7 separate regions of the Mus musculus genome follow, and all the other regions are linked to region 4. A link is a contact called in public HiChIP or PLAC-seq and promoter capture Hi-C data. All regions are on one chromosome and are shown on one strand. Each heading gives the region's core, a stretch centred on a gene start, on an enhancer-like site or on the middle of the called end of the contact. The rest is flanking DNA. Distances are from core to core; before and after follow the strand shown. Region 1 overlaps Mon2 (MON2 homolog, regulator of endosome to Golgi trafficking). Region 2 has its middle 25 kb from the start of Mon2. Region 3 holds the start of Helb (helicase (DNA) B). Region 4 holds the start of Xpot (exportin, tRNA (nuclear export receptor for tRNAs)). Region 5 overlaps Usp15 (ubiquitin specific peptidase 15). Region 6 holds the start of Llph (LLP homolog, long-term synaptic facilitation (Aplysia)). Region 7 holds the start of Usp15 (ubiquitin specific peptidase 15).

Region 1 (2,953 bases), core at 280-2,779, 1.4 Mb before region 4:
AAAAGATTGAGTCTGGAGGTGGAAATATTTTAATTCATCACTCAAGAGACACGGCAGAGAAGCAGTGGGCTGAGACCTGGGTATTGACATTGGCTGGAGTAGCACGGATCTTCAACACCAGGAGATACTTGCTGCAGCCTCTAGGTGTGCAATATTGTCTTTCTCTGCTTATACAACTAATCTGTGTTAAAGGAAAGTTGGAACACACTTAGGAAACTCTTTGGGAATTGATATATTGTACTAGAATAGTCAGCAGTCTTAACTGTAGGCCTTACTTGATGTGGTGTACATGCTCGTTTCATCGAGGGGAAGAACCTGCCCTGGACGCACCTTTCAGAGTCCAGTGGTGAAGAGACACACACACACACGGCTGGACTTGAGAGAAGAGCCGTGATTATGCCCTTAAGCCCACAGTGACTGCATCATGTGGTTTCCACAGTGACTGCATCATGTGGTTGCTGGGAATGAAGGTTGCTCGCTAGGGTTGGCCTTGCACTCCGGCCTAAAGTTTTATTATTATATCTAAGTACACTGTAGCTGTCTTCAGATGCACCAGAAGAGGGCGTCAGATATCATTAAGGATGGTTGTGAGCCATCATGTGGTTGCTGGGGTTTGAACTCAGGACCTTAGGAAGGGCAGTCAGTGATCTTAACCACTGAGCCATCTCTCCAACCCGGGATGTGGTATTTTTAATTATCATATTTATTATGTATGGGAGGGCATGTGTGGGCATTCTGCCTCGCATGAGTGGTGGAAGTGGAGGTTGGCTTGAGGGAATTGGGAAGCCACACTGTGTAGCTGTCCTGACTGCACCTGATGTCTCACTGTAGGAGTGTCTGGATTGTAGAGGCAGGCTACCCATCAGGCATTGTGGTTCTGTGGATGAGGCTCAGTTGTGAGTCTTGTGTGGCAAGTGCCTTCTGCTCAGCCATTGTGCCAGCCCATGGGTCATAGTTTTAGTATGTTAGTTCCTAATTTTATTCTTTTGACTTCTATGTCAATGTAAGCAGAAGATAAAGCAACTATGCTTCAAAGTATCTGAGAGGATTTGCTCATTGAATACTAATTGACTCCCCCCCCTTCATTGATACAGGAGACTTCTCAAGAGCTTGGGATGTTCTTCTTGACCACATCCAGTCAGCTGCACTCAGTAAAAACAATGAAGTGTCCCTGGCCGCTCTGAAAAGCTTCCAGGAGATATTACAGATTGTGTCCCCTGTCCGAGACTCAGAGAAGCCCGAGCCCCCTGCCGTTAGCGTGCCCGTACCCGTCCTTCTAGGAAACCTTTCCGGCCCAGGCCTGAGCAGGCCGTTTGTGAGGACAGACTCCATTGGAGAAAAGCTTGGCAGATGCGGCTCGGAGACGCCTGTGGTGACTGACGAGCTGGAAGATCTGAAGCTCTGGTGGGCTGCCTGGAACACCTGGCACAGGACTGGATCTGAAAGCACAGAGCCGCCCAGCTCCGTCGATGAGCTGACCTTTATCCCCAGCCAGCCTTTCCTTACAGCCTTAGTTCAGATCTTCCCTGCCCTCTACCAGCACATAAAAGCTGGCTTCAGCATGGCCGACTTGCAGAAGCTGGGCGTCATCCTGCACAGCGCTGTCTCTGTCCCCATCAGTTCTGACGCCTCTCCTTTCATCCTTCCGTCTTACACGGAAGCAGTCCTGACAAGTTTACAGGAAGCTGTGCTTACGGCCTTAGACGTTCTCCAGAAGGTAATGTGATTTCAGTGCTTGCCTAAAAGCTGTAAGGAATAGGATTCTTTGGATTTTTATTTTATTGTTTTGTGGTAAATTTCAGAAGATAAATTTAGGACTTTCTGAGATTGCTATGTATGTACACTTTGGGATAAATTTAAGATTGTCAAGATTTTTAAAACTTATTCTTGAGATAGTTAAAAAAGTAACTCAGGTCTGTTTTGAGTTGTTAAGAAGCTGCTTGTCGGGCGGTGGTGGTGCACGCCTTTAATCCCAGCACTCGGGAGGCAGAGGCAGATGGATTTCTGAGTTCGAGGCCAGCCTGGTCTACAAAGTGAGTTCCAGGACAGCCAGGGCTACACAGAGAAACCCTGTCTCAAAAAACCAAAAAAAAAAAAAAAAAAAAAAAAAAGTAAAATGCCTTCATGGGCTGGAGAGATGGCTCAGCGGTTAAGATCACCAACTGCTCTTCCAAAGTCCTGAGTTCAAATCCCAGCAACCACATGGTGGCTCACAACCATCTGTAATGAGATCTGACGCCCTTTTCTGGTGCATCTGAAGGCAGCTACAGTGTACTTAGGTAAAATAATAATAAATAGATCTTAAAAGAAAGAGAGAAAGAAAGGAAGGAAGGAAGAAAGAAAAGAAAGAGAAAGAAAGAAAGAAAGAAAGAAAGAAAGAAAGAAAGAAAGGAAGGAAGGAAAAAGAAAGAAAGAAAGAAAGAAAGGAAGGAAGGAAGGAAGGAAGGAAGGAAGAAAAGAAGCTGCTTGTGGCCGCTACCTCGCTACCTCTAGTCAAAGTTAATTCTGAACTGTGGGTAGCCTATGCCAAGACACAAGGGTGAGCTGGAAAAAGTGGCTTTCTTACTGCAGATTTAAATTCTGTATTTTTAGCTGTGTGTCTTGTTTTTTTACAACAAATCAATAAATAGATATGAAAAATAGTGAATAAATCCAGACTGGGAAGCAAGACCATATCAAAATAAAAGCATTTTTTTAGATTATCCAGGAAATTGCTACCTCAGTTCATAACAATCAAGATCCTAAACAAGGGCTAACAGGATGGCTAAGCAGGTAAAGGAGCTTGCCGCCAAGCCGTATTATGGTCCCTAGGACCCACATGGCAGGAGAACTTCCAAAAGTTGTGCCCTCCACACACATTACAAGGTATGAACATATACATGTATAAATGTGCTAAGAAAAAGAAGAAAAGAAAAGTTATATTCCCAGCACTTGGAAATCTGCTACAGGAAGG
Region 2 (3,025 bases), core at 323-2,822, 1.5 Mb before region 4:
GGTAGATCATGGAGAGTCCAACACCAATGCATATGTATATCACCACTCCTGTATCCACTGAAGCATGGGCAGAACGATTGTAAAACCCAGAGTTCTAGGAAGCCTGCTGTGAAACTGTCTCTCTTAGAAATGGCTGCACAGACAAGACGGGAACCATGTCAACATCCATGGACGCATTCATGGGAAAGGAGAAATCCTGTGGTGTCCCACTCCTAGACAAAGGACTATGAGCAACTAATAACTGCTGGAAATAGCAAAATTAACCTCCCTCAGGAATGAGCCCCTTTATCTCACCTGACCAGAGTGGTGATGAGATCTGTATTGGTCAACAAAAACAGACTCAGCAGCAATATATATATGCACACACACATAGATACCAGTTTGTAAGGATGATCAAAGAAGCTATCAACTTGAGAGGGGCGTGGGAAAGGTTTAGGGAAAGGTGATTGGGAAGAGCTAAAGTAAAAGGGAGGAGGAGAAATGATATAATTCTATTTTAACTAAAAATGTTATAAATAAATAAACAACTAGTAACAATATAAACTAGAAATTATAATGTATGGTCAATAGGAAAACAACAAGACAGATGGTAACATCTAAGAAGAAAGACTTTCAAACTTAAGAATACATTAGAGTAAATCTGAAGGCTGAAGATGTAAAGAGTAAAACAGAGACTTCAGGAAGGATATGAACTAAAAGAACAAAGCAAAAGAACATGATATAACACCCAGATCTTCGGCAAGATCAATGGCAAGAAGAAGAGCAGTTTTAAAATCAAATGTCCAGAGTGGGGAAGTGGCTCATACATTTGCCACACAAGCATGAGGCCCTGAGTACAATAGGGAGGCAAGATTCCCACAACTCACTGGCCATCTGGTCAACCTAGTACTCTTCAGGCTGAGGCTTTGCTCAAAAAGTGGAGAACAATTTTGGAACATGCCCAACACCAACCTGTGATCTCTGCATGTACACACACACACACATACACACACATCTAGACAAGCACACACAAAATCTCATATTCAAAAGCAAACATAACACTGCTTTTGTTTGCTTTCCATAGTTTTGGGGATGGCATCGAGGGCCTTGTGAACAAAAGGCAATGCCAAACCACTGAGCTACATCCTCTGCCTTTGTTGTTTTTAAAATAAGGGGTCCCCATAACTGACATGGCTCCTGGACTCTGTTCATCCCAGCACAAGTTCTCAGTATTCATCCATCAGGACTAAGTGCCACCACAACCAACTCTGGTTTTTTTCTGAGTGGATAGGACCCTGAAGACCTGTGAGACTGAACCAAACAAGAGAAAAATGGGAACATCAAAAATATACTTGAATACAGGTAAACTTTTTCTTAATTTGACTTTTTAAAAAAAAATCAACTGATAAAGCCAACCAATGTGTTCTAAGTAAAATAAATAGAGAAACACACACACATAGTAATTAAAACAGAATCAGCACAGTGAAAAAGGAGGATGAACAAAAGACACAGGAAGAAAGTCTCATTATCAGGAAGCCATGTGGCTGCTGACAGTTCATTATAAATGAGGAAGGTCTCACACACACACACACACACACACACACACACACACACACACACAGCATAGCCTTTGAGATTCTAAAACCCGGGTGGGTGGATAGGACAGGAAACAGAGGATTTCATCTGTAAGAAGATGGCTTCAAAACTGAAAGAAAATTCAAGATATTTTCACATAAACACAAATGAGAATGTGTTCATTAGATGCCAGAAGAATTTCTAGTTGGGAAATCCGTAGCTATGGTTGGACAAAGTTAGGCCAGGTTTTCTTTCTGAAAAACTAAATGACTATTCAAAGGATTAAAATGGTTCTTCTATTTTAAAAAAAAAAAAATCAGCTTTTTTACATGTGCTTATTTAAAAAAAAAAACTACACACAATAGGAAGAATACACTCAACATTAGTGTCTTTAGTGATAAAATTCTGAATAATCCAAGAACAGCAGTACTTTCTCACAGTTGAATAAAGGCTGACTGTGGGAAAACCTACAAAAACACTATGGTTTACAGTGAAATACTCAAATGTGTTTTACTCAGAATTGCTATCCACCAAAAAATGGGATAATGCAAAAATATATGGCTCACTACTTCTATTACACATTGTACTAGAGTTTCTAGATAAACATAGAAAAATGTTTGGTTGTAATGCTGGGACACTGTAAAGAGAATAGCACTGTGTTGTGTTGGAGTTGAACAGTTGCGCATGAGCTAGTTTGATGAGGCTGTAGTTACATTTCCTAGGTTTCCTGTGGTTTTCCACTCTCTATATGTGGGTTAATCATTAGCTTCACCGAGTCTGGAAAACTTTCAGCTCTTTTTTCTTTCCTTTTATATATGTATATATATATCCTTTTCTCTGTGTAAGAATCCACTTCACACAACCCCAGAGAGTGACCCACTTTCATTTTGGACTGGGCTACTTTCTTAGCTGTCTGTCTGCCTGTCTGTCCAGTCTCTGCCATCTGTATATCTATTTTTATTATTAGGTAGGGATGTTTTTATTTTCCCAAAGTTTCATTTTGAGAAATTCCTATAATGCTAAAGCTTGCAAATTCTTCTCTGCTTTCCAATCTAGTGCCAAGTTTTTAAATCTTGGGTTTTAACATTTTCTTGCCCTTTAGTTATCTCTGATATCCTCTATGTCTCTAGTCTAGGATATTTGGGATATGGCTTTATTATTTTAATGTTTTTTTTTGCTCATTGTAATGTCTATATCAGTTCAAAATCAGTTTTGATAGTGTGAGCATTCTCCTATATTGGATCCTGTTTTCTGCAACTGTATATGTCTGGTACATATCCACTTCTTACTGGATGCCAGACTTGTGAATTTTTTAGTCTGTTGAGTGATGGATATTTTTCTGTATTTCTATAAATGTCCCAGAGCTTTGTTCTGGGATAAGATTAAATTACTTGGAAACTGCTTGTTTCAGATCTGTTGATGACTCGCCTGGCAGTTTCCGAACAGTTTCCAATCCAGCACCTACCACTAA
Region 3 (2,981 bases), core at 113-2,612, 1.5 Mb after region 4:
TCTAACTGCTCTTCCAGAGATAGGTCCATTCCCAGCACCCACGTGACAACTAAGTATACAGCCTGGAAGTTTTGCTTTGGGTATGCAGAGTGCACAGACACATATGCTAGCAAAAAAAAAAAAAAAAAAAAAAAACCTCACGCACATGAAAAAAAAAGGAATCTAAAAGAAAGATGCCTGTGCGTATTCGTTATGGTTGATCCTATGCACGTGACATTTGGGTATGACAAATGCCTTTATTAGAAACCAGCAACACAGCTTTGGGGTTTAATAAAAACATAGTTTTTAGGATTAACGTTAGGATAATTACATAATAAACAATAACCTTAAAGTAAAATAGTATTTTATAGCGCCCCTTAAAGGGCACCGCGACTTTTAAACACTATCCATCTAGAGAACCGCGGCCGCAGTATTCAGCTTTTGTTCTTTTTTTTTTCTTTTCTTCTTTTTTTCTTTCGAGACAGGGTTTCTCTGTATAGCCCTGGCTGTCCTGGAACTCACTTTGTAGACCAGGCTGGCCTCGAACTCAGAAATCTGCCTGCCTCTGCCTCCCTAGTGCTGGGATTAAAGGCATGCGCCACCAAGCCCGGCTGTTCTTTTTTTTTCTATCTCAAGTCTGCATATTCTCTGGGCTACAAGTCCCCACCTTTTGCTTTACTGAAAACAGGAACTAGGGCGGTGGACCTAGAGTGTGTTCCAGGTCAGCCAGGGCTACACAGAGAAACCCTATCTCGAAAAAACAACAAAACAAAACAAAACAAAACAAAACAAAACAAAACAAAACAAAAAGAAGTCGAGGAGAGTAGTATATAAACGGGAAAGAAAGCCAGTGGTTTCCAAAGCGGGAAAAGCATAAAAATGGACAACCCAGGTCATGCATTAAAAATGAGAAAGTACATCACAACTTTAACTCCCAATGCAGAGGATATATACAAAGGGACCTAGTTATCTACTTGGATAAATGCCCTCCCTACATGATGTAAATTCAACTTCTCCGCGGCGCTTTTACGTGTAAGGAGGCACCTAGCCGTCGCCACCACGCTCTCCGGATTGGAGATTCACTCTTTTGGGTAGTGCCCCAAGGTCTTTAGAGGCCTCTGCTGTGTTCTTTTTAAGAGAGCGGGCAGAGGATGCCCTGCTTTCCCGGGGTTCTCTGCGCCCAAGAGTCGTGACCTTTCACCACGTCTCCTTCTCCGCAGGAAACGCCCAGCACCTCTAAAAAGAGCAGTTCTGAAACTGTCAGCAGCCAGCCCGCCGTGGTACCTCCCAGCCTGCTGGTCCCGCCTGTCACCAGTCTCCTCCTTTGGGGCGGAGCATCGCTCAGACCACGCCCCCATACCGCCCGCCTCCTGGATGTTCCCGGAAGCTGACCGGCTTACCCGGGTCGAGTTGATTGGTTGCAGTTTTGGACACCGCGCGCCAGGTTTTGTAGAGTTGTTTTGAGCCAAGTTCGCCGAAGAGATAATGGCTAGGCAGGATCGTCTGCGCGAGCTCCTGGGCCCTCTGCACCCGTACAAGAGCGACGACGAGGAGGAGGATTGTGCGCAGGAGGAGGAGGGGGAGCAGGAGGAGGAGTTTGTGGATGCCGAGGAACTCTGCAGCGGGGGCATCAAGGCGGGCAGCCTCCCTGGGCGCGCGCGAGGTGAGCCAGCGCCAGCCGGGCCGGGTTGGCAGGGGTCAAAGAAGTATTTTCGATTCTCACTGCCCGGCACCCAGCGTCCTTGACTGTTGACAGACAGACCTGTGGTGTGACTGGCTGCTTCACCGTACTTAGATGTGGTAGTAATAGTCGTAATGACTCAGAGCACATACTGTGTTAAGCTTGGTTTTTTCATATATCGTCTCGCTTAAAGTTAACAGTTGGGGGTAGTTTTACAGTCGAGGAAATAGATGCACCCTCATTCCCACCCAGAAACAGAATCCTTTAATTATTGTACCACGCTGGCTGAATAAGAGACGGAGTTGCTGTTAAGCAACTTTGAGAAAAAGAGCAAGCGCGCGGAAACACACGGCCACACACACACACACACACACACTCACATACACACAGATTTACACATATACATACACACATACATAAACACACTCATACACATTTACACACATACACTTACACATACATATACATGCCCACACATTCACACATACATGTTCATACACACACACACACACACACACATTGTATTTTCATGGTCTAGTACAGTAATAGCTGCTGACCAGGACCATGTGTGGCAACTGACCATTGGCAATTTAAACACAACTTTGGCTGTGTTTGAAATTAAATAGAAAGGATTACATGTTGATGGAAGTGTAACTGGCTATCCTGGCCAAGCATTTGCTACTGGGACAGGCCAGGGAGAGAAAATGGCGAAGTTGCTGTCTCAGTGGAAATACTACTTGTGAATTAAGCAGCCATTTTGGTTTTTTTTTTTTTTTGAGATTTATTTATTTTGTGTACATGAGTGCTCTATCTGCATCTATACCTGCATACCAGAAGAGGGCATCAGATCCCATTATAGATGATTGCGAACCACCATGTGGTTGCTGGGAATTGAATTCAGGACCTCTGGCAGAGCAGCCAGTGCTCTTGGCTGAGCCATCATGTCTATAGCACCTAGGCAGACATTCTTTAATCAGAGAAGTAACCCCAACTTAGTACTTAGTACCAGACAGCACTTGGAGAAGTGACATTCATGAGATGCAGACACGGCTTTGCTAAAGAAGTCCGCTGAGCTGAGCTCTGTGGTAACTGTAGGAACTGGCCAGGAGCAGCATGTACCTCTGAGTAACTTCATGCAGAGGGAGGCACCATGGAAAATTCTTTAAGACCTACATAAAGGCTGATACTGGCTAAGGCGGCGGTAATAGGGAGACTGGATTTAGAAGAATCAGATTCATGGCTTGAATTGTGCCTACTTCAGCAACACCCAGATGGAGCAGCATTCTGTTGTAGACAGAGTCAGTCAGAGTGAGGTGTTCCA
Region 4 (3,306 bases), core at 193-2,692:
TCTTTATATCATTTCTGCTCCTGTAAGAAAGTCACCCCAGTAAAAGCCATTGGTTCACCAAGCTTGACTTTCGTGGTATCCTCACTTTAGTCTGTCATCAGTACCGAATCTGGGTATCTATCTGCAGTGAACAGATGTTTGTCCATGTATCCCCAGAGATAGTGTCACTTATGATAAGTCTAACACGTGTATCAAACTTAATTCATGAAATAGTCAGACCTGGTGACAACCTGGAACTCCAGCACTCTGGAATCTGAAGCAAGAGAACAGTGAAGGCCAGCAAGTTTCAGGCTAACCAGAGCTACATAGTGAGCCTCTCTCTGCCTCTAAATAAAATTAACCAAACCTTACCCTCTGAGGCTGGTACTGTCCCACTCTACATAAAATGAGTAAACTGAGATGGACTTTAACACTCATGATGCCAACAATAATGGAGGTGCAGCCTTAGGATTTAGGTAAGGTTGCTGGAGCTTATACTGCGCCCACACAGTAATAATAGCACGGGATCAAAGAAACAAAGCGAACGGAAGCACGGGACTTGTACGTATGTTTTCCCTCTCTCTTTTCTTTTTTTCTTTTTTTGAGACTGTGTTTCTCTCTGTAGTCCTGGCACTCGCTCTGTAGATGTGGCTACCTCTGCCTCCTCAGTGTTGGGATGAATGGTAATCGCCACCATCACCGGGGACTGCTTTCGGTTTTCTTTTTTTCTTTCTATCTTTTTTTGTAGGCAAATTTAGTAATATTTAAACTGGGCGTGGTGGTTCATGCCAGTAATTCCAGAATTTGTAAAGTTTAGGCCAGCTTGGGAAAAATGAGTGAAAACCAGCCTGGGTTATGGAGTGTGATCTTGCCTCAAAAGCAAAACAAGTAAATAAAAATACAGCGGATTTTTTTTTTTTTTAAAGAGTCCTTAAGCGTCTGGACTCTTGACACGTGGAACCGCTGGAAAGGAATTCAGCAACTGACTCAACACGTGGTTTCAACCACGTCCACTTTTCCGATCTCAGGATCTCCGCACTGCCACCTGACCAGACCCTTCTGGAGGGAGTGGAGAGTTACTAATTCACGCCGACGCTCAAAGCAGAGCGCAACGTGGCCGGTCTTCTAAAAGCTTAGAGGACCTCAGTAACCTGTAGCTAGGAGGGCGGTGTGCACTCTCCCAGCATGCACCACAGGCCCGCCGGCCACGCCCCCTGCGAGCTCCAGGGAGCACGTGCGCGGTCCTCCTCTCGGAAGCGTCCCATGCGCTTTGCACGCTGGGAGTTGTAGTCCCCCGGGCCCAGCCTGCTGGCGGCCGTCTGCACTCTACTTCCATGAGGCTGCTGCTAGCGCGGGTCCGCGCGGTACGACGCGGGGGGCGTGCCTCGCGCTGACTCAGCGGCGGCGTTAGCGGGACCCTGCGCAGTTTTCCTTCCAGGGCCGCCGACTCCGCCCGCCGGCTTGCCAACCTGCCCTCCCCGCTCCGCGCCACGCAAGAGAAGGCGCCCGGGGAACGCCGAGCGCCGAGAGGAGCGCGGCCCGGGCCGGCTCCGGCGCTAGCGCTGCGGCTGTATTGGAGGACTACAGCGACAAGGACGTGGGCCGCTCTCCGTGCTCCCTGCGTACGGCCCGCTCCTTGCGGCTGGCCGACCCTCGGGAGTGCAGGCGAGGAAGAGATATTGGAGTGATGGTGACTGGAGGCGTAGGGCGGCGGGCCGGGGACCCTACGTGGCCGGGCGAGCCGGACTTGGGGTTGGGGACGATCGGTGGCGGCCGCGTCCCTAGTGCGTGGCTGCCGGTTGCCGGGTGTTTCATCACCCGAGTGGCCACGAGGCTTCGCTCTGGGAGGGATCCGGGCGAAGGATAGGGGGCGAGGCCGGCCTAGGAGGCTGCCCCCCAACCCCATTTGTGATAGTTTTAGAGTGCGTCCCACCAGTTTGAGCTGTAGGGACCTCAAAGTTGATCCGCTTCCCACCCCGGGACAAATAGGAGAGAAAGTGTTATTTCTGCGTAGTAATTTGCCAGCAGGGACAGCCTTTTCCCCTTTTTGCTTCTTTACAGTCTTGCAGCCACGGAAAAGCTTGATGTTCCCTGTAACCTGAAAAACGAGTACTTTTTGGAAGCCTTAATTAGTTGTTACTGGGGGAAGTTACGTTGTATTAAAGCGACTTGTCAACTTGATGTTAAAAGGCTGGAAAGATTCAGTCGGTCTCAAACAGGCTTAAGTAGGTGTGGAGGAATTTTCCACATTGTTTGATTATTCTTGACTTAATGGCTGAGGGAAAAATTAAGGCTTCCAATTTTACATGTTTTTTTTTCGCTCCCCCCACCCCCACATCCACCTTTGCAGGTAGTATAAGATGTTTACCATATTGTAACAATGTTTAAGCCTGCAAGGCTCTGCATCGGTAGGTCAGAAAGCTAAGCTTCCTTTGCCGGTCTTTATTAGGCAATCGTTACCTTTTAACCCTGTGTTTTATTCACAGATAGGTGGTTTACCATCTCATTTTATTTTGGTTTGATGTTTTTTTCCGATTGTGTAGAGGGCGAAGGTTTGTGAGGGATTCCTCACTATGGAACAAGTTTGCTGAGGATTTTTTTTGTTGGTGTTGAGCATGTGCTCGGCTGGGCCTCTTATTTATCTTTTTTCCTCTTGTCAAGATTAGCGTGAAATGACAAAACGCTTAAGCAGTTTTTTTCCCAAAGCAATGGATAATTTAAAGGAACTCTAGTGGATTTCTCAATCAGGGGTTTACAGACAGTCTTACACCGACTTTTCTCTCTGAGCATTTTTAGCAGGAATACTACTTTACTTTAAGAATGTTTCAAGTTGTGCATCCTGCGTGCCTGTCTCTGACTTTGTACCCTATTGGAGGCATGCTTTGCACACATGCACACATTGTAGTCTTTAGGACTTTGCCCCTTTTCCTGCAGACAGAATGGAATGCATACTTTTGGGGTGTTTGTTTGTTTGTTTTGGTGTGCAGCTTCAATTTTTGTTTTGTTTTTGAGACAGAATCACTATAGCTCTGGCTAGCCAGAACATCCATATGTAGATAGACCAGGCTGGCTTTGAAGTCCCAGATCCCCCTGCCTCTACCTCCCAAACAGTGGGATTAAAAGGTGTGTGCTACTTTGAGTGACTGAATGGTTGTGTCACTTGGGGTGTGTGTGTGTGGGTCGGTGGGGTTGGTTGGTTGGTTGTTTTTTCAGACTGGGTTTCTCTGGGTAGCCCTGGCTGTTCTGGAACTCTGTTGACTAGGCTAGCCTGGAACTCAAGAGATCAGAGACCCTCCTGCTTCTGCCTTCCCAATGCTGGTATTAAAG
Region 5 (3,052 bases), core at 247-2,746, 1.5 Mb before region 4:
GTTTGACTATAGGCAGGCTCTACCAGGCCCATTTTGATCATTATTGAAATGGTTCGCATTTGTGTTAAATCATTTATTTTTAAGTGGCACTTGAAGAGAAGAAATGTTAAATAATATAAATATTAAGGAGAAAACATCATTTTGCTTAAAACAGCTAAAATATGCATTTTAGTTAGCATGAAAAGCAACCCAAAAATGTTAGAAATCTAAAAATGTAAGAACCCCTCAAATGTGATTTAAAATTTCATTCTAAATATCAACATACAATTTGATGTTTTAATGTGTATGTGTGTGTGTGTATACATATGTATAATAAATTTAAAATGTTCCATGTTTATTAGTTGCTTTAGAACTTAGATGTATAATCCATGTTTTGAGTATACACTGTCTTATACTTCACAAAAACCAGTCTTTTCCAGTTTTACCTGTAAAAGTTTCCTCCCAAATTTCTACTGTGTTGATTGTGTCTGCTTTTCAAAGACCCTAGTGTTAGAGAAGGAGCTGTTGTAAGTGCACGGGTGGTTAAGCTGTGTTTCAAATAAGAAACTGTAAGGTAAGATAACTGTGGGAGCCCTGCGGTTCCTAAAAGGAAAAGCACAGCAGTGCAACCAAGCTAGAAAGCACTCTTCCTGAGCTGTGGCTTCGAGGGTGCAAGCACATGTGACTATATTTGCCATTATAATTGTTTCTGTATTGCTTCATTTAGGTAAAACTATTTCAAAATGCCTTCAGTCATTATTAAAATTTATATAGCAGAGAAACCTAGATTGTTTTTCTGAACTAGTAAAAATTCTTCTTTGTGAAAATAACATCATAATTTAATACATTCATTTTTATTATTAAAAATCCTGACAAAAACGTGAGAAGGTATTTAGAGGGAAGAAGTTGGAATGTGATGGTTCTGTGCCTCACGGATAAATAAACATCAGAGGGGGTCATCAACAAACCGTGTGTGACTGAAAGGTAAACTGTGCCATAACTCTTTTGTTTTACATTGTGAGTGATTTGCTGCATGCTTGTATGTGTGTCACATGGGTGCCTGGTACATGCAGAGGTCAGAAGAGGGCATTGCACAGAATGCCCTTGGGACAGAAGTTAAGCAAGGTTGTGAAGCCCTCTACACGACTGAGTGCTCTCAGCTGCTGAGCCCGCCTTCCGTGACAGTAGCTCTTACCACTGCGTTGTCTCTCTGTTCCTTATGGTGTTCTGATGAACAGAATTCTGAAACTACAGCATAGACTTAATCTAACATTGCAGTGTTTTCATATTTCTGCTAGGAAAGAAGAGACACTCGAGGTAACACAAGTGCTTATCTCCTTGTTGGAATACTTAATAAGCCTGGAGGTGACTAGTAATTGTCTCTGCTTCTCTGCCACTGTATAAAGTACTTCCTTGAACATTTAAGACAAGAAGCCGCATTGTATAACCAGAAGGATAAAAGAACATAGAAGTACATAGAAGTAACTGGGCTAAAGTCTTTTGAAGTGCATGCTGGGAAACTCAGCCCACAAAGTGCGTGCTTGACTCTATCAGTCACTGTGCTGAGACCTCTGCATGGTTGCCTTTTCCTTCTTCCCATTGCTCAGACTTGTAACGTGTAAGACAAGGGAACAGCCAACCCAAAACCTGGTTGGATATAAATTCACAAAGGAAGCCGAGCTTGAGTATAAGAACTGTGGATCTGGATAATAAATTGTCTCAAGTCTTGTAGGTGATACACAGCAAAAGGAAGGTAGAAGCAATCACAAAGTAAATATATTTAATACTTGAAGAAATTTAAATTTTCCTTTAAGTACTTGTTTTAGAAGAATCGGTAGAAATAATAAGTTTGTCTTATTTTTGGTTTTTCTAGCTTTGTCATTAGATTTCATAAAGTTAGAATGATTGTTTTACTCTGTCAGAACAATTACCTCCATTTTAGCTGCTCATTAGTGTGGTGTTAGTTTTTAATATATGTTAAATATTTAGTTAATTTAACAAGAACAAGTTGACAAGTTGTGTTTTCCTTTTGAAGTAAGAATGTAGGCTTAGTATTGAATTGCATTCATTTAATTAGAACACCATATTGGGCCTAAAATCCAGATACTACAGACATGGGACTGTTGAGGTTTAGTTTCCTCTGAAATTGGCATCTGACCTTTCTGACTTTTAAAGAGATAAATACACTGTCTTATATTACATGTAGCCTACACTGGCCAGAATTAGTTTACTGCTAGGCAAATGGCTTGTCCCTATGTAGTATTCCAAACATTTCCTTTGTTCTCTGTAGAAAAACCATTGGGACATGGACAGGGTAATTTTCAGATTAGGTCATAGTGAAAGCCACGTGACACTGATCACCTCAGAAGACTGACTGACTTATAAATAACATGGCATTAACTCAAAAGTCGAGCTAGAAAGGGCTGTGTTCAAGGCCAGCCTGGTCTACAAAGTGAGTTCCAGGACAGCCAGGGCTACACAGAGAAACCCTGTCTCGAAAAAAACAGAGAGAGAGAGAGAGAGAGAGAGAGAGAGAGAGAGAGAGAGAGAGAGAGAGAGAGAGAGAGAGAGGGAGGGAGAAGAAGAGAAGAGAGGAGAGGAGAGAAAGAAAGAAGAGAAAGAAAAGAAAAGGCTATGTGAAATCTGGTTTAGAAGTCTAAATCAATGCATGAGCTGTGTTCATTTATCAATAGTTCTTTAACAGCAAACTTCAACTTTATCTGTAGCCAACATCTGTCCTTTTTGCTGTAATTTCCTTGATCTTTATTTAAGGACAACCTTTACCTGTGTTTTGTATCAGTGCGTCCTAGACTTTGCTGCTTCTCTTACTGATTGATCTTGCCTATGCGTATAGTGCCTGTCACACTGTCCATGTAGGAGGCCCTAGTTTATCTCTGCTCCTTCTCTAGTGTCACTTTCTTACAAATACAGAAAACCCCACCACATTAGGAAACAAGGCATCAGTTTCTCCCAAGTCCCTTTTGGGCTTTTGTTTTGGTGGTCTACCATCACTCCTTGCCTGTCTTCTAGACATGTAGCTGTTTCCAAAGCTATCCTTAACTACCATTCACGA
Region 6 (2,947 bases), core at 119-2,618, 1.4 Mb after region 4:
TGGGGGTTGGGGGGAGGAGCTGAGAGGAACCAGGGTGCCAGCATGTACTTTATTATCTAATAAGCTCCACAGCTAGCCATTTGTCCCCAGTTTCTTTTGGACTTGACACTAGGGACAAGTAGAATGGGTAGAAGACGGCTTTAAAAAGACAGAGAGAGACCGACCCCTAAGAGAAAAGTGGATCATTTTTTAGAAAAACCATGTAAATGAAGACCGAGGCTCACCCTTTTCCTCATCTGCGCCGTCACACCGCCCTTCCTCACACTGCATTTTCTCCTGGCGAGGTTTGGCTACCACCACGGTTGCTATCTCCTCAACGTCTTTCATTAGAGCATCCCCGTCCACTCTGAGGATACTCTTCAGTCTGTTGAGCTCCCTTGGCGCATTCTTCTTTCTCTTCTCGGCCCGCATCTTCCTCTTCCACTTACTCCGCAGGCTTTTAGCCATGCTTCACCTGGCGGTGAACAGAAACACAAACAAAAGGTTTACTGCTCACACCCTTGACTGGCAAGGACGTGGCCAAGCAGCCTTCTCTTCAGAACTGGGACAGATGGAAGAGAAGTTGTGCTGTGCCCTCATGCTTAGCTTATGTAATAATCAGCGCAGAGCATGAAAGGACTAAGTCCGGACACGTCAGGCCCCTTTAAGTAGGAACAAGTCGTTAATTCAAGCCGTTCTCAAAGAGCAGCTATGCATAGTAGACACAGAAAGCGAACAGCTCCGCCTTAAAATCACCTATTGCGCTGTTCTTATCCAATATCCGTCACCACATCTTTAGTGTGAACTTTTAACAGCTTAAACCATAGCTCCCTGCCTTTTAAAGACTCCTCCCCTCGTGTATCAAAGCTCATCCCGCTCCTCTCGGGCCTCCGACTTACTCTCTAGCCCCACACGCACGCAAGCTCCAGTCCGCACAACGCCCACTTCAGGACCGTCACATCTCCGATCTAGGTCTGGAAATGGCTCTCCCTAAGGCTCGCTCTGATCCTCCGACTCCTGTCAGCTCCTTTCTACCAAGTTCGGCTTCAACCCGGAGCTACCGTCCCCGTCTGCGGACTGCGGGGCTGAGCCGGATCCCCCGGGGCCACCGCTCTGCTGCACACCGTACAGGTCACGAGAACCGTGGGGTGGCTGGGTGAGGTCCCCTGAGCGTCAGCAATCACCAGTGGTCCGTGTGCGGGACCCCGAGCCTCGCCCTCCCGAGCCCCGCACCGAGCGAGGATGCGGTCAGGTCTCGCCGCGGAGGCAGGGTCCGAGCCAGTCCTTCACGCCGCGGAGTTGAGTCCAAAGCCCACGCAACTCACCTGAGAGACAACACCGCGCACCACGCGTGGGACGCCAACCGGAAGTACAGGCGCTTCCGGCTTCCGTTCAGGGGCCAGCGCACAGCATGCCGGGATCCTTGAGAGGCGTGGTCTTTGGGGAGGCGTGGTCAACCAGCTGTCTCTGTCATCCCGAGGCTTTGGCTGACCCCTACACCTACAGGAGAAAGTTTAAGGAATTTCCTGTCGGGAGTGGCAAATTATAAATCAAAGCATCTCAAAGCCTTGGATGGGCCAAGCCTGGCCGGGGGCCCTGTCTGTGACAGCCTCACGAGAAAGGATACCAAAGGGATTGCTCAGCTCTGATCATCCTGGAGCCCTTTCTGAGTTTTGTTTTTGTTTAATTGCAGTCTAGAAATTTTCTCATTTCGGCTGAGGATCCTAGGAGGTACGCGGCTGTGAGGATGTATCAAATTGTACAACTTAAATACGTCACGTCGACTGCATGCCAGTTATATTTCAAAGTGTCACCCAACAGAATAATCTTTCCTTATCCCCACGAATTTAAAGGGTAAAACAAGCTATTTCAACCAATGTTGATCTGTCCAAACTATTACATACCTGAGACAAAGCTAACCTAGGGTGAATGAGTTTACAAAAAAAGGTGTGGTTTTTGCATGTGCTTCTAATATTGCACAAGCTATGGGCGATACGCAAGTCTCTTTAACACTTGTGAAAGATAAGAAGAGTGTCTTAGGGCCTAGATAGTACCTCATTCATTGATCTTCAGTGGGTGATTAGGCAACAAACGTTAACTACCCAGACTTACCTGGAAACAGTGTTTTCAACAGATCACCACATTCAAGCATGTATGTGTACCACATGTGTGCCTGGTACCAGAAGAGGCCAGAAGAGGCCATCTCATCCCTTGAACTGGATTTACAGTTGGTTGTGAGTCACCACAGGGGTGCTGGGAACCAGTTTTACTTAGTTTTACTTCCATTACTGTGAAGACACCATAACCAAAGCAACTCTTAAAAAGTAAAACATTTATTTGGGACTGGCTCACAGTTTCAGAGGTTCAGTCCATTGTCGTCATAGCAGGAAGCATGACAGCATGCAGGCAGACATGGCGCTGGAGAAGCCCAGATCTGAAGGCAGCCAGAGGTTCTCTTCTGAACTGGCTGGAGCTTGAGCACTAGGGACCTTAAAGCCCACCTACACAGTGACACACTTCATCCAATAAAGTCACACCTATTCCAATGAGGCCTCACCTCCCAATATTGCCACTTCCCATGAGCCAAGCATATCCAAATCACCACAGAACTGAACCCAGGTCTTCTGCAAGAGCAAGAGGTGCTCTTAACCACTGAACCAGGTCTCCAGCCCCCTTTATAAGTGATGACTTATAAAATCCCTGTTTAATTGCTAGAAGAGCTGTGTCTTTTTGAAGAAACCATGCATATAGTGGAGCAAGCACTGAGATTTTTAACCCAGGAAAAATACAGTTGGCATTATAACAAGAGGAAGCGTGCATGCCCTGGGTTTGAAAAATCAACCTTACAGATGCTCTAAATTGGCAGCTTCATGTACCAAAAGGCTGTGGCTTTTGAACAGAAATTTGGAAAATAAAATCAACCTATTATGTATTAAGACACATTCCACAATTTGGCATGAAAAAGCTC
Region 7 (3,072 bases), core at 253-2,752, 1.6 Mb before region 4:
AGGTCACAGCCAGAGCTCAACAGGAACCCAGAGCAGAGTACGTGGACGGACACTGCTTTTTATGGCTTGCTCAGCTTGTTTTCTTACACAACTCAGGACCACCTGCCCACAGTGGGTTTACCACACCGATCGTTAAACAAGAAAATGCTCCACTGACTCATCACAGGCTACTCTAAGGGAGGCAATCCCATAATTAAGGTTCCCCTCTTTCCAAGTGACTTTAGTTTCTGTCAAGCTGACAAACCCTAACCAGGGAAACACTGCTTTCTCTTGGATGGGCCAGCAGTCCTCACTAATGCAGGCACCCCCTTCCTTACTGAGTTTCCCACCAAAACTAGGAGGCTTAAAAAATGGAGAGACCATTGCCCATCCTTTAACTTGTCACCTACTGTTCTACTGAGGTAGCCGTCTTCATTCTTAGAAACAGCAGTTTTGCCTTAGTTAATTTTGAAACGTTTGCCTCAAATGGTGTAGAATGGTACTAGACCATTAAACCGCAGTGCACACACACACACACACACACACACACACACACACACACGCACACACACGCACACACACGCACACTCACACGCCAAATTATAAAGAGAACTTAGTTGCAGCTTTTACGGAGTTTGTATCTTAATTCAGCCTTTCATGGAGGTACTGAGTACTGGGGATTTGAAATCTGTGCGATAACCTTGCACTTCCAGTTGCCGTGTGACCTTGGCATTTGATTTTTAAGAGGCTCAATTTCCCCGTTTGTAATTGTTGCCTTCAAATGCAGCTTGTATTATCGAGTCTAACTTTAGGCATATACAACCATGAAATTTAATCTAGGGGAATGCTAATTTGACGCCCATGAGGTTTCTCCCACGTTTCTAACCCCCTTCAGTACCTGGCCTTATTCAATACATCTTTAACTGCTTGTTCACCTAGAAACTGGGACATGTTTTGCACTGCAGCTAACGTGTGTGTGTGTGTGTGTGTGTGTGTGTGTGTGTGTGTGTGTGTCCACGCGCGCTAGGAGGCGTCACAAAGAGCTTATGAAAGGTAGAAGTCCCTACAGACAGCAAGCATGGGAGAGCTGGGAAGAACCTAGGAAGGGCACTGCGCCCAAACCTTTGGTTTCAGAGCCCTCTTTGTGCCAATATTCAGTGGGCTTGGGCTCTGCGGCTGGAAAGGAAAAGCCCCAAGTCACGGAACTGCGCGCTTTCTGCCATGTCCCAGCCGGCCCCGCCCTCCAGTAGGAGTGAACCCGCAAAAACATGGGTTTGGAGGCGGCTGCGGCAAGAAAAGGGCCAGCATGGCAAGGAGAGTCCGAGCAGGGCAGGGCAAAGGCAGGGAGAGAAAGCGCGGCACCCGGTGAGAACCGTGCAAACTCAGAGGTCTGGGGCGGCGGCGGCGACCACGCCGTGCTGCGGGGCGTGCGGGGACCCGAGGGGGCAGCAGGGCGCAGGCGCGCACCCGCCGCGCTCCCCGCCGAGCCACGCCCCCAGACCCCCGCCCTCGCGCCCCATTTGGTACAGACCTGCCGGCGGGGCGGGGCCGGGGACGCCATTCCCACAATGCTCCGGGGCGTGCCGCCGCCGTCGCCGCCGCCTCCGCTACGGCTAGTGGAAGAAGATGGCGGAAGGCGGAGCGGCGGACCTGGACACCCAGCGTTCTGACATCGCGACGCTGCTCAAAACCTCGCTCCGGAAAGGGGACACCTGGTAGGGAACGGGGTCGCGGGGCCCGCGGGGGCCCGAGGCTGGCGGAGAGCTGGGCGGGAGCGGTGGGCTGGTGTCGCCGGCTGGTGACAGGTGCGGACAGGTCCGGCGGCGGCCGCTCAGGCAGCAGATTTTGGGGGCAAAGGTTGGACCGGCGCAGAGGGCCGGGGCTCGCGGTGGGCGGTGCGCGCCCGGGGCTGCGCGGAAGCGGCGGCCGGGGCTCGCGGGGCTCCGGGTCCTCCTCCCTCCGGCAGTGCCGCTCCCACTTGGGGCCTTGGCGGAGCCCGGGTGCAGTGGCTCGGCGTGAGCCTGCCTGCCGCTGGTTTTTTTTTTTTTTTTTTTTTTTTTTTTTTTTTTTTTGACAGATCCCGGTCGCGCCGCTCCTCCTCGCTCGCCCGCCGCGCTTCTCTGGTCACTCCTTCCCCGGCGTCGTCCGCACCCAAGTTCCCCATTATTCCGATCCTTGTAGTCTTCCGGGAGCCGGGCTTCAGGATGTTTGCGGCGGGGACCACACAGGTGGTGTGTGTCAGGGCTCCGCTGAAAAGGAAACCCCTAATTTCCACTTCCTTGTCAAAAAGGAGGGAGCGGTGTAGGGACCTTGTTTTTTTAATTTTTTTTTCTTGAGAGAGAGAGAGAGAGAGAGAGAGAGAGAGAGAGAGAGAGAGAGAGAGAGAGAGGCACCACGTGGTCCTGTGCTTTGCTCCTGGCTCGATAGGAGCCGGCAGCGCTTCTGTTTGGAAGTGCAGCCCTTCCCTCCGGTTTGAAGGATAACGTAGGCCTGCAGAAAGTAGATAAGTCCACTTGAAGCTTAAAGGCTTGCTCATATTCAAACTTGTAAAATGCCAAAATAAGAGGGTACTGTACCTAAATAACTAGAGGAAGCATGTACAAAATTTAACACTCGTCAGCCAAAGCAGTTAACTTACAGAATTATTTAAATAAAGGGAAAGTTCTGTTTTAGGGGAAGGGCAGTGTGCCTGTGTGTTCTTTCGTTCTTTCTTTCTTTCTTTCTTTCTTCCTAAGTTACTTTTCCTTCCTTCTGTCTCCGTACTAGTGGTTTATAGCGTCTCAAGTGCCTGTTAGGTACTCCAGTGTGGCTAGTGGAAAGAGACTTAAGACCTGATTTATTCACAGTTCTCAAGTGCTTGTTAGGCACTCCAGTGTGGCGCGGTGGAAAGAGACTTAGACCTGATTTATTCACAGGTCCACCTCATACTTTGCAGTGTGACTTGGAAGCAAATTCATCCAAGCCATTGAGCCTCCGCATCTCCATCTGTTCAAAGAGCAATAACGATGTTATTGTGTTTGCTCTATATTAATTCAGCTAAATATTCTGAACTATCTGGTATTCATGAAATACTAAGTTTTAGTGATCTTTTTT

What was found. Promoter capture Hi-C pulls out the DNA fragments that hold promoters and counts their contacts. HiChIP or PLAC-seq counts read pairs in DNA pulled down with a chosen protein or histone mark. Capture Hi-C pulls out chosen DNA fragments and counts their contacts.
Region 1: a contact with region 4 is called in an H3K4me3 HiChIP or PLAC-seq map of embryonic stem cells, with 6 times the contacts expected there. The contact joins the enhancer-like site here to the promoter of Xpot in region 4. A contact is called at or near these places in 7 of 39 promoter capture datasets (the 3T3-L1 cell line, the HPC-7 cell line, cranial neural crest and 4 more), 7 of 115 datasets of contacts at active chromatin or transcription factors (the NIH/3T3 cell line, embryonic forebrain, embryonic limb bud and 3 more) and 1 of 9 other capture datasets (embryonic stem cells).
Region 2: a contact with region 4 is called in a promoter capture Hi-C map of the HPC-7 cell line, with 4 times the contacts expected there. The contact joins the enhancer-like site here to the promoter of Xpot in region 4. A contact is called at or near these places in 6 of 39 promoter capture datasets (the C10 cell line, the HPC-7 cell line, hematopoietic stem and progenitor cells and 2 more), 3 of 115 datasets of contacts at active chromatin or transcription factors (epiblast stem cells, hepatocytes and large pre-B cells) and 1 of 9 other capture datasets (liver).
Region 3: a promoter capture Hi-C map of pre-B cells shows a contact between it and region 4, with 3 times the contacts expected there. The contact joins the promoter of Helb here to the promoter of Xpot in region 4. A contact is called at or near these places in 3 of 39 promoter capture datasets (liver and pre-B cells), 2 of 484 Hi-C or Micro-C datasets (CD4 T cells and muscle stem cells), 1 of 115 datasets of contacts at active chromatin or transcription factors (large pre-B cells) and 1 of 9 other capture datasets (adipose tissue).
Region 5: an H3K4me3 HiChIP or PLAC-seq map of the 230-238 cell line shows a contact between it and region 4, with 6 times the contacts expected there. The contact joins the enhancer-like site here to the promoter of Xpot in region 4. A contact is called at or near these places in 4 of 39 promoter capture datasets (the C10 cell line, cranial neural crest, hippocampal neurons and 1 more), 1 of 484 Hi-C or Micro-C datasets (myeloid progenitors), 2 of 115 datasets of contacts at active chromatin or transcription factors (the 230-238 cell line and large pre-B cells) and 1 of 9 other capture datasets (adipose tissue).
Region 6: a contact with region 4 is called in a promoter capture Hi-C map of liver, with 4 times the contacts expected there. The contact joins the promoter of Llph here to the promoter of Xpot in region 4. A contact is called at or near these places in 4 of 39 promoter capture datasets (the HPC-7 cell line, liver and pre-B cells), 1 of 484 Hi-C or Micro-C datasets (CD4 T cells), 1 of 115 datasets of contacts at active chromatin or transcription factors (thymic regulatory T cells) and 2 of 9 other capture datasets (adipose tissue and liver).
Region 7: a promoter capture Hi-C map of pre-B cells shows a contact between it and region 4, with 4 times the contacts expected there. The contact joins the promoter of Usp15 here to the promoter of Xpot in region 4. A contact is called at or near these places in 5 of 39 promoter capture datasets (the C10 cell line, cranial neural crest, hippocampal neurons and 2 more), 7 of 484 Hi-C or Micro-C datasets (B cells, CD4 T cells, the G1E-ER4 cell line and 2 more), 6 of 115 datasets of contacts at active chromatin or transcription factors (astrocytes, cardiomyocytes, large pre-B cells and 3 more) and 3 of 9 other capture datasets (adipose tissue, liver and macrophages).

Annotation. Positions count from the first base shown.
Region 1 is chr10:123,012,132-123,015,084 of GRCm38.p6, reverse strand. Mon2 (MON2 homolog, regulator of endosome to Golgi trafficking) reads left to right here. Exons shown (of 36, transcript NM_001163024.1): 26 at 1-144; 27 at 1,095-1,717. Among named protein-coding and RNA genes, the nearest start is that of Mirlet7i, 28 kb to the right of the region's middle. Within about 2 kb of position 1,529, at least 39 of the 459 cell types and tissues checked have an H3K27ac peak or open chromatin away from gene starts, as enhancers often do. A contact at or near this core is called in embryonic stem cells, where this site is marked.
Region 2 is chr10:123,100,003-123,103,027 of GRCm38.p6, reverse strand. No RefSeq gene overlaps it. Among named protein-coding and RNA genes, the nearest start is that of Mon2, 25 kb to the right of the region's middle. Within about 2 kb of position 1,572, at least 7 of the 459 cell types and tissues checked have an H3K27ac peak or open chromatin away from gene starts, as enhancers often do. A contact at or near this core is called in the HPC-7 cell line, where this site is marked.
Region 3 is chr10:120,111,346-120,114,326 of GRCm38.p6, reverse strand. Helb (helicase (DNA) B) reads left to right here and starts at 1,362. Exons shown (of 13, transcript NM_080446.2): 1 at 1,362-1,642. The coding sequence starts at 1,465.
Region 4 is chr10:121,624,468-121,627,773 of GRCm38.p6, reverse strand. Xpot (exportin, tRNA (nuclear export receptor for tRNAs)) reads left to right here and starts at 1,442. Exons shown (of 25, transcript NM_001081056.2): 1 at 1,442-1,669.
Region 5 is chr10:123,157,560-123,160,611 of GRCm38.p6, reverse strand. The region is part of intron 6 of Usp15 (ubiquitin specific peptidase 15); the gene reads left to right. Among named protein-coding and RNA genes, the nearest start is that of Gm4129, 23 kb to the left of the region's middle. Within about 2 kb of position 1,496, at least 21 of the 459 cell types and tissues checked have an H3K27ac peak or open chromatin away from gene starts, as enhancers often do. A contact at or near this core is called in the 230-238 cell line, where this site is marked.
Region 6 is chr10:120,225,481-120,228,427 of GRCm38.p6, reverse strand. Llph (LLP homolog, long-term synaptic facilitation (Aplysia)) reads right to left here and starts at 1,368. Exons shown (of 3, transcript NM_025431.2): 1 at 1,305-1,368; 2 at 225-454. The coding sequence starts at 447.
Region 7 is chr10:123,195,449-123,198,520 of GRCm38.p6, reverse strand. Usp15 (ubiquitin specific peptidase 15) reads left to right here and starts at 1,502. Exons shown (of 22, transcript NM_027604.4): 1 at 1,502-1,694. The coding sequence starts at 1,606. It overlaps Gm4129 (a long non-coding RNA gene), which reads right to left. Exons shown (of 3, transcript XR_003949042.1): 1 at 1,511-3,072.